Linked DNA regions of Macaca mulatta: region 1 is linked to region 2. The links are chromatin contacts, called in public Hi-C maps. All regions are on one chromosome and are shown on one strand. Each heading gives the region's core, a stretch centred on a gene start, on an enhancer-like site or on the middle of the called end of the contact. The rest is flanking DNA. Distances are from core to core; before and after follow the strand shown.

Region 1 (5,413 bases), core at 2,154-4,653, 69 kb after region 2:
GGGAATCACTTGAACCCAGGAGGCGGAGGTTGCAGTGAGCCGAGATCACACCACTGCACTCCAGCCTGGTGACAGTATCCAAAAAAAAAAAAAAGAAGAAGAAGAAAATGAGGCTTAAGAGAGGTTACAGAAACTTGGCCATAGTCAATCTGCCAGTAAATATCTGGGTTCAAACTCTCTGATGTTACCATGCTGTTATCTGTTATATGATAATATTCCATCACATTGCCTGTGGTTTGTGGTGGTTGTTTTTAATCAACTCTAGGAAGCAGTCTTTCAGTCCATTCAAAGAATGTACTTTCACATTTCATCTTTAACACTTAGGATGCTTTCAACTTCAAGTAACAGAAAACTCCATCTCAAATTGACTCAACAATAAGGTTGTTTATTATCTCATATAACAAGAAATCCAGAAGAAGGGCAGCACTGCGGCTGGTTGATGACTGACTCAACAACAACATGGCAGACCCAGATTAATTGTATCTCTTTACAATGGCCAGAACGGGGTCACATGTCCACTACTAAACTTTTAGAGGCCAGTTAAGAGGATCCCATTCCTCTTGTCTATGATAGATTTGAGAGTGTACCTCAGAAGCTGATAGAGTCACCTTTCCTAATGTGTAAACACCTACATAGGCTTCTATAAAGAAGAAGAAGAGGGTGGACTGAATTTTGAATAGACAACCAACAGTATCTACTACCTGTTCCTAATGAGGTATGCTACATATTCCACTGTGAATAATTAAAATACTTCATTATAACTGCCACGTTGAACTTTTTTACTTTCTGTCATGTGACAATTACAGTCAATATATCAGCTTCATTTACAGGAAGAAATGGTTACACAAGATGATATGTAAAGTCCCTTCCAGTTCCAGGAGTTCTGTTTCAATTTTACATTTTCATCTTCTAAAAAGCAAGTAGAAAAGTTGCACCTACAAGATATGGTCCAGAAATGATAATGGGTTTCAACTGATAAGTCACTGGCATATTGACATCCTTTCTCCCTTAAAATAGGACATAAGCATCAGATGTAAAGAGCTAAACAGACTGGAACTGGTAATATCTTTCCATTAAGTTTTAACTTCTAGGTTAAATGTTCTACTTCCCTCACTCATCCATGAACACCTTCCAGTTTCCAACACTCATCATACAGACAGAGACTGATCAGAAGTTCCTTTTCACAACTCACTTTATTTTGGTGTCAATATCCTCCTGGAGCATGGCTCTAGGGCTGTAGGATAGCTCTTGTATCTCTGCTTCGCCTGCCAAATATGACTATAACTGAAATCATTCACCTGTCTGCTTCCTTTCATGGCTGGTTTCTGCAGGAATAATCTATTCATTTTATCATATGCAGCCATTTTCCTTGTGAGGAACCACAGGAAACCAAAGAGAAATACCGTACACTACTGAGCACCGTTGCTACTCTTTCTTCCAATATGAATGAAATTGCTTTATTATTTTCAGCTTATGCCTACTATCAGCTTTCTCTGGGAAAACTGCTGGTTCGAGCCTTAAGCAGTCCTGTTCTTATTTAACAGAAGGCTATGACGGTAACAAATGCACAACATAAAAAAGTCAAAGGCATCCCGTCGGTTACACAGGACATTCGGAATAACAAATGTACAGGAAAACTTGGGAACATGACTTAGGGTAATTTGGTCACACCCCCATTTCCTTTAACTCTTTCTGGCTCAGATTTGTCATTCTGACAGGAGGCCCAGGGCATAGTCCATTACCACAATTGTTCGTAGAAACGACACTGGTCTCTCAGTCAGCAGCTACTGCGTGCCAGTGCTCATCATGCTAGTTTCCAGAGTTTTAGAGAACTAACTTTACTTTCTGGTTCAACCCATCTGCTGGGGAAGGTATGGCCCTATTTTGAAATGTGCAAAGGGGAGACAGTGCTGGGGGTGCCCACAGGGGAAGGAGAGAAGATAGGCTTACTGACCACCTCTGTAACCTTGAATAAGTCACATCACCTCTCTCTGCCTCTTATTAACTATCATTGGGGAAAAATACCCTCACTCTGCCTGTCTCACAAGAGTTCTCATAAAAATAAAATAAGAACACGAATAGGAAAGTATTTTCATAAATGCAAAGCAGTGTTATCATTTTCAGATATGGAATTTCCTCTGCAGCACTTTTTTTTTGGCCACACGATTACTGCACACCTCGTGCCAGACGGACTATAAAGCTGTTTCACCTCTTTTCACATTTTGCCTAAAATTTCATACAGAGATTACAACAGCCATGCTGCATCCATCCCTTTGGTTCATTTTCCTCCACCACATCTCTGAATGCAAATCCCACCATCATGTGAAACACTGCATAGTAGCAACTTGCAAAACTCAACCAACCTTAAACTGTCAAGACAAGTCCCATAGGCAAAGGTTACGCTCAAAATAAGCTGCAAAAGTTCAAGAAGGAGAGAGAGACCACATCTAATTAGAAAAGGCCTCTGGAAGGTAAATCTAGATGCCATGTATTTTCATAATGTTGGTCTTTGTCCTTTGTCATCCCACTCTACTGTCATGCTTCAGAAACTTGACTTTATTTTCTCTATCTTTGGAGCTCTCAAGAATCTGACAGAGAGAATATCTTAGGGTATATTCAGGGATGAAGTGAACCGGCTCAACGACTAACAAACCCAGTGGATTTTAACATTTACCCAGCCCAACGAGGTCCAACTATCTTTAGGTTAGCACGACATATAGGACTTTCCCGGCCCAAGAACTCCCTCACAACCCCCAAGGAAGGAACTTTCACTGAGTATGCACTAAGTGCCAGACCCTAAGTGCTATGGGTCGCTTAATCCTCACAACACTTTTTCAAGCTTTAAGCCTGTTTTACAGATGAGGACGCGAAGACTCAGACAGGCTACGTCGTCTGGTCTCACCTCAGTGAAGCCACCACTGCGCGTGGGCTCTCCAGCCCCTCACGCCATCACCCTAGAGCCTTGCTAACCTTCACCTCGCTCACCTCTCTCCATCCCTAGGCTGGCCAACTACTCTCCCCTCCCACGCCTCTGCCCAGCCGGAAAAACCTGGGGCGGGCGGGGTCTGTACCTGAGCCCGCTCTCAACGCGGCTTCCGTGTCAGGATGCTCGCTTACGAGAATGCTCCTCACAAGCTTGAAAGCCGTTGCCACCCACGCTCTCCGGAGCCCCAAGCGTCTCCAAAGAGCCTGCCCAGGCTTCCCCCCGACCCAGGTGCTTCCTCCCCTGCAGAGCTGTGGCGGGGTTCAGACCCCGATTCGGGGAGGGGACACCTGTCGAGGAAGGGCGGGGCTGGGGGACAGCGGGGCCGCAGCGAGGCGCTGCCGGGAACTACGCTTCCCAGCCTGCTCCGCTGCAGCCGCGCGCCCCGGCGCCGCGCCCGGCCGGGAGCCGCCTGTTGATCGCCGCTCTCGCCCCGGCCACGGCGCCGCCCCTGCTCTCCCGGCCCCGCTCCTCCGGGGCTGACGGACTGACTGCCCGCACCGCCGGCTCCGGGATGAGTGCACGGACGGGTGAGCGCGCCGGGGGGCGGGTGGGGCCTGCTCTGGCCGGCCGCTGTCTGCAGCCCCCGGGCCCGCAGCGCTGTGGCCGCCGCGCCCTCCCTGCCCGCGGGAGGATGCTCCGCGGCATGGGCGCTCGGCCGGGCGGGCGGGCAGAGCCGGGCCGCCTCTCGCCTCTCGCCTCCCGGCCTGGTCGGCTGCTCTGGGAGACCAGGCGCTGCGCCCGGACGGCAGGCGCCCGCCGGGGTGTGGGTCCCGCGCCCCGCACTGCGGTGCCGCAGCCTCTGCAGCTCGCTGGGCCGCGGCGTGGAGGGCGCGGTCTCCTGTCCTCCCGGGCTGCGGGGCTGTGTTCTTCCACGCCGGGCTTTGTTCCCCCACTTTCCCCCTTCCTGTGCATGTTTGATGAGCTCCTGGAGCGGTATGCATCTCCCTGCCTCGTTCAGCAGGCGATGGGGAGGGGTGGACTGGCCGGCGTCTTTCCTGAGATCGCTGGAGCTGTCACTCGCAGGGCGTTTCAGCCTCCCAGAAAGCGGCCTCGTGCGGATCCTCGAGAACCTTATTATTATTGTTATTACTTTTCTGGTTAAAGTAATGGTAGTATGTGCTCCATTGAGGCTTCCTAAATTTTCCCTGTTGGCCTGCGAAAATGAAGGTGAATTTTTAAAACAATAATAAAAGGCTCCTAATGGGAATTTTTAGAATATTCAGAGGTAGGAAGGTGATGCCGTCACAATGCAAATTAGCGGTGAAGGAGGCCGTGCTTTCTGAAGCTTCGTCTGTGCCCATTACATATCTGAATCACGAGGCATTTGGGAAGGGAATGAAAAGAATATCGGGGGAGGTGTTTCAAAAACCAGGTTCTCCTATTAGCTCGACCATTCAGGAGCTGAGAGACCTGGGCAAGTCTCTCCACCTCTCTGGGCCTCTGCCTATAAAGTGGGGCGTTTGGGCTAAATGATTTGTAAACCTCTCTTCTTCCAAGATTCTCCCCTCTCAGGGAACTGAGAAGATGAGAGTGTTTCTGTTTCAAACAGCACTACAGAAAGCCTGATTGTGACAACAAGCGCCTCTGCCCTAGTGAGGAGGAAAGATTTTTCAGAGCTTCAGCAATCTGATTTTTTTAAGAGAAAACTGATTTTCTCTGTCTACTCTCTTCAGTCTAACCCAGTAAATATGCATTGCAATCATTTTAATTTTTATAAGGAACTGTACATTGGTGGGCAACAAAGTGATGGGGTTTGTTTTTGTTTTTGTCTTTAATTTGCTGAAGGTGAAGTGATGGGATCAGCAGATAAAGGGTTAGTGGCTCCCTAGGGCTGGGCATGAGTGGTCAAATGTGGTCAGCATGGTGGTGGGGGAGGAAGCCCCAACAAGAAGTAACCAGAGTGTATATATACATTAAAGAGAAGATGCATACGGATGGATCATTGTTTGAAAAAGAAATACACAACAGAAGGAATGAGAAAATCAGAAATTTGGCGCTCTGCAAACCCTAACATGACAGTTGAATAAGGCAAGGACTTACCAACTGGTCCAAAACCTTTGAGTGAAAGGTAGTTGGGGAATAGGATTTTCATATTATTTTAAAGTATCTCACCACAGGTTACTCTGGGAAAATTTGTCCTTACAATGGAGAAATTAGGAGGTTACCACTGGAACTAAATGACCAAGTTTAGCAGCATCTACTGTGAGTCTCCCGTCGTGAAGCAATAAGGAGGCATAATTTCACCTCTGTAGTGTTCCTACCAAAAGACTTGGGGATGGAGCAGAGCAAATGGGGGGCAACTATTGTAGATTAAATACTCAAGTGATACAACAGTGAACTGGGATGTATGAACTTTGAATCCTAGACGAGAAAAAAAAGCTGTAAAAGACAATGTGGAGATAGTGACAGCTAGGTAGGGTGCAAATC
Region 2 (5,273 bases), core at 2,364-4,863:
AAATCAAAGATGAGTGAAACAAGATCCTTTCCTTGAAAAATTCACAGTCTAGTGTGGTAGAAAGACAGATATGTAAGCATGTAATTACAGTGAGAGATATAATTTTATAAATATATGTACAAAATGTTTTCTTAGAAAAATGTGCAACAACAGGACATGCCCCTGAAGTTTGCATTGGTTATCACTATCAGATATTTCCCCTTTTTTCTTATCTGTATTTTCAGAAGTTTTTCCTTCAATATGTATTTATCATTTTGGAACTAAGGAGAAACAAAGCATCTACACAAAGTAGCATGATGGGATATACGCCCAACTGGGAGTGTGCATGGTATCCTGAGGAAGCAATGATCTCATCTAGGAAGTCAAAGAAAACCTTGCAACATCTGCCTTTCCATTCTTACTCATATGGGTCTCTCACATGTCAACCAAATGCAAAGCATGACCTTTGGATCCTGGTTCAAGTAAACCAACTGTGAAAATATTTACAGTATGAGGCAAGTGGGGGAAATTTGAATCTGACTGGATATTTGATGATACTATGGTATTATTGTAATGAGGAGGAGGTATGTTAAAAGCATTGCAGTAATGTTAGAAAAAAAATCCTTATCTTTTACATAAATATACTGACATACTTTGACATACTTATGGATGAAATGATATGAAGTCCGGGGTTTTCTGTTTGTTTGTTTGTTGTTTGTTTGATGGAGACTCTCTCTGTTGCCAGACTGGAGTGCAGTGGTGCCATCTCGGCTCACTGCAATCTCCGCCTCCTGGGTTCAAGTGATTTTCCTGCCTCAGCTTCCCAAGTAGCTGAGACTGCAGGCGCCCGCCACCACATCCAGCTAATTTTTGTATTTTTAGTAGAGACGGGGTTTCACCATGTTGGCCAGGATGGTGTTGATCTCTTGATCTTGTGATGATGTCTGGGGTTTTAAATAAGTAAATAATTCACTGGGGGTATGAAGTAGATGGAAATATAGAATAAAAATAATGGTCAGAGTTAATGATAATTTAGGTTGGGTAGTGGATTCATGCATGCTTATTTCACTATTTCCTCTACTTTTGTGCTTGAAATTTTCTACAAAAATACAATAATAATTAATATATTTTTTCTGTAATAAATGAAAACATCCTACAAATGTCTGTATCTTCAAGACTTAGCCCAAAAATCATATTCTCCACTAGTGAATGAGCACACCACAATTGTTCCATTTGTGTGGACAAATGAACAAGCAGCATTGAGAAACTCACTGTGCATTGTACATTGTCAATTTAATAATTATCTGATCTGTGTCAATGCTATTTGTCTTGTAATTTCAACATATATTTTCATATTCCATGTTTATAGTGTGCTCACACATAAGAATCAAATATTTTAATCTTTTTATTATTAATAAAAGGGCTGTCTTCTCTTTGAAATCTTTCCTGACCATTCATTCCACTATTTGGACAGACTCTACTTGAACTTTGCACATACAAAAAGGACACTTAACACAGTTTTGTGCTTATTCATTCACTTATATTTAAATAAGAATAGTGTGTTGCATGTGAAACCTGTTCACCAACTAGTTGTTGTTATATTCACAATCCTTTCTCTCTACTAGGCTATAGTGATATAGCAGTGACTAGTGTCTTACTTGTCTTTGTACACCCAGCAACTATCTCAATACCTGGTACATTTTAGATGCTCAATAAACACCTGTTAAGCGAATTGATGAATAAATACAATTTAAGATTACTCCATTCACAGATCTATACCAAGTCCAGTGGGATCATCCGTAAGGCTGAATAATGTAAACTAATTCATGCCTATGGTTTACTCAATGCTCCACCAATCATTTGATCAGAAACATAACATGATCCTAGATTTAGTGTCCATTTAACATAATCACTTTAAATCCAAATGGCAGAGAGAGATAAAATACCCTTTTTCTTTCAGGCAAGCAATGCAATGTACTCAACAGATATCCCTGACCTTCATTCCATCCTGAGTGTCTCCCAATTGCAAACATATATTGAGGAGACAAGTGAGTCAGAAATGGGACAAAGGACAAAGTGAAACTGAGGGATTAGGTCAGTGAGTCTCAGGATCAGTGAATGGCTATTTCAGATAACATTGGGTAATGTTTCGTAAAAGCTGAAAACATTTCATGACTTATTTTCTTAGGCTGTATCAAAATATTCTTGATATCAAAATGACTAGTTCAAAACATGTACCCATTTGATCTTCATAATAAGAGTGTGAGGTAAACAGAGCCTGTCATTTCCATCTTAAAGAAAAGGAAACTAAGGAAATGTACCCTTCATTCAGCTGGGATTTAAAAATATGACTTAATTTTTTAATGCAGTATAATGGGATAATAATGCTGTGCTATCACTGCCAAGAAAGAGCTTTTTTGTTTTGGAGGAGCTGTTAGATTTAGAAGTACTCTTTAGATCCTGAAAGGAAGTATTTGAGTGACTTCCAAACTCAAAAACCTCCAGAGCGAGGGAGATTTGTTTGTCAGCTTGGTTGTTTGTTTGTTTTTAGGTACTTGAATAACTTCCTCCTTGAAAAGGAGGGTGCAGAAATCAAAGGCCTGATTGTGCTGAATCCTTCTCTTTGGTCATTATTCAGACTGGTTCCCAGCATGCCGCAGTCCAGAGGAAAAGGTCCAAGTTCTGTTTAAAAATCAGACTAAAGAGCTTACTCAGCACCCTGCTCACATTAATGTTGCTTGTTTTCATTATTTAAAGTCTTTTGATAGTTCCTTGTATGCAATAACCTTAGGCTTCTGGGAGTATTCTTAGAACATAGGAAGCACCTCCTTAACTTAGTAAAGAAGAAAAATGCTTTTCATGACTATCCGCTCTCTTGAAGGACCCCTGAAACAGCCAGGTCTTTGGGCATAATTAAATTCTGGGCAAGATTTTACAGAAATGCAGCTTCTTTTTTTCTAATTTAGTTTTGTGGTGTGTGTGTAAAGTGGGGGAGTTTCCACTTGGTGGGGAAAGGAGAATTTGCCATTGCTGCTCATCTACTCAGGACTGATGGAGACATTCATTCTTAGGGGAATAGGCAAAAAATTGTTTTTGTTGTTGTTGTGTTTCAGCATCAGAGAGTGAGAGTGTGTTGCAGCAATCTGACTATTTGGAAGACTGCTCCTTGAATTTCCCAATTCAAAAGACTCGGTAGAGCTGAGGGATGCTTGATACGTCAACACAGACCACAAAAGGCAGGACTTTTCTAAAGAGATTAGAATTATATCTACCTTTTGGGTACACGAGGTGAATGGAACGAAGGGATTCTGGAACAGATATCCCGAAAGAAGAATCGCAAAGCAGAACTCCTCGCACAAGGTTATCTAAATCTCCTTGACAGGTGTACACGCAAAGAAGGCATTTGGCCCTTGAGGTAACGTTTACTTGGGAGGTTAGGACAATTCTGTCACGCTTAGGGCAAGCCAGCTGACCCTGAGCCCAGGAGCACCCTAGGACTGCAGCACAGAAAATACGCCAGCTGGCCGGTCGCTCCTCCTTTGTTCCATTCCCGGGGGATTGGAGTAGCGTTGGAGTCACTGACGCCATCCCCTCCCGCCTCTGGCGTTCATGGAGCATGCGCTTCCTCCCTCACTTCCTCTCCAGGAGGGAGCGAGAGTAAAGCTACGCCCTGGCGCGGCCGTCTCCGCGTCACAGGAACTTCAGCACCCACGGGGCGGACAGCGCTCCCCTCCACCTGGAGACGTGACTCCCGCGTGTCCCAACCCTGCTAATCCATTGACCCCCGAGTGTCAGAGATCCCGCGGCCGCCCAGTCCCGGCCCCTCTCCCGCCCCACACCCGCCCTCCTGGCTCTTCCTGTTTTTACTCCTCCTTTTTCATTCATAACAAAAGCTACAGCTCCAGGAGCCCAGCGCCGGGCTGTGACCCAAGCCGAGCGTGGAAGAATGGGGTTCCTCGGGACCGGCACTTGGATTCTGGTGTTAGCGCTCCCGATTCAAGCTTTCCCCAAACCTGGAGGCAGCCAAGGTATGTGAGCACTTTTCTTCTTCCTACCTTCCTTTTATTTCGCCACCAAAAGGTAAAGTTTGGTATAATAACATGAGCTGTAAATCACCCTGCCTCGTTTTCTGATCAAATCATATACATGAATACGGACAGAGAAATCAGTTCGAATTTAGAGACATAAGACAGATTTTTTTCTTCAGTTTTAAAATGATAGAGCAGTAATATGGATTGTTTTTAAAGATCTTATTTTGAAAAGGGAAGGGAATCTTTTTCACCTAAAGTGGCTCGGATTTTTTCCTAGTTGCCTTACAACCTTTCTCAGATAGTCTGTTCATTATATAGGCAGTATATGATGAAAGAGCTTTTAGTGTGCCAATAATACCAATCCAAATTATGCTCTCTCTAGTTGAGAAGAGCTGGTAACCCTAGTGTTAGAACTATATGTTAAATTTCTGATCAGAAAAAAAAAGTGTGATTCTGTCAGCTCAGGAGATACACCAAGATAATAAACAAGGCAATATTGATAATTACTGTTATTGTATAATCTTGATAATCTTTGTTAGTATTTGTTTCATAGTCATCCAAAAATTATTTCTCCTAATGTTTGTTTTTCCTTTTTATAAAGATTTTATTTAATAAGAGGCATATTTTGTCTTTCAATGCACAATTAAATTTATATTCACGTGTGTTTATTCTAGACAAATCTCTACATAATAGAGAATTAAGTGCAGAAAGACCTTTGAATGAACAGGTAGGTCAAAAGTAACATTATGAATGCTATTTCATTTTGATTTAGTTATTATTATTTAATGTAATTATGCTGTGACATTTTGGTCATTTTGAATTTACAAACACCAGGAACTTAATAGTTAATTGACAGCAATTAGGATGGGAAATCTAGTTTTGGTAAATTCTGTGCCCTAGCAGTTATTTATATTGAGTTCTGTATATTGAATACATAGAGTAGCTATATAATAACCCAGTAAGCTCAGTATCACATCCACTCTGTTGTAAGATTGCCTAATTTACCAGAGATTTCTCTTTCACCAATATTATAGGAGAAAGGAATTAACACTTACTGAGCATCTGCCCTTAATTTTATCTCATTTAATAATTATAACAGTGCACTGAAATAGGAATTATCCACATTTTACAAACAAGAAAATTAAATCCCATGGAGAGTAAATCATTTGGCTCTCATACTTGGTAAGTGGTGGAGCAATGATTTTAAACCAGGTCTATCTCCTGTTTGTTCACAGATTGCTGAAGCAGAAGCAGACAAGATTA

What was found. Hi-C and Micro-C count contacts between places; a contact is called where the count stands out from the background.
Region 1: a Hi-C map of fetal cortical plate shows a contact between it and region 2, with 1.5 times the contacts expected there. The contact joins the promoter of TMOD2 here to the promoter of SCG3 in region 2. A contact is called at or near these places in 2 of 14 Hi-C or Micro-C datasets (fetal cortical plate and liver).

The regions. Positions count from the first base shown.
Region 1 is chr7:29,048,725-29,054,137 of T2T-MMU8v2.0, forward strand. It overlaps TMOD2 (tropomodulin 2), which reads left to right and starts at 3,404. Exons shown (of 10, transcript NM_001260806.1): 1 at 3,404-3,513. LYSMD2 (LysM domain containing 2) reads right to left here and starts at 3,271. Exons shown (of 3, transcript XM_028850923.2): 1 at 3,072-3,271.
Region 2 is chr7:28,979,641-28,984,913 of T2T-MMU8v2.0, forward strand. SCG3 (secretogranin III) reads left to right here and starts at 3,614. Exons shown (of 12, transcript NM_001260692.1): 1 at 3,614-4,007; 2 at 4,685-4,737; 3 at 5,246-5,273. The coding sequence starts at 3,926.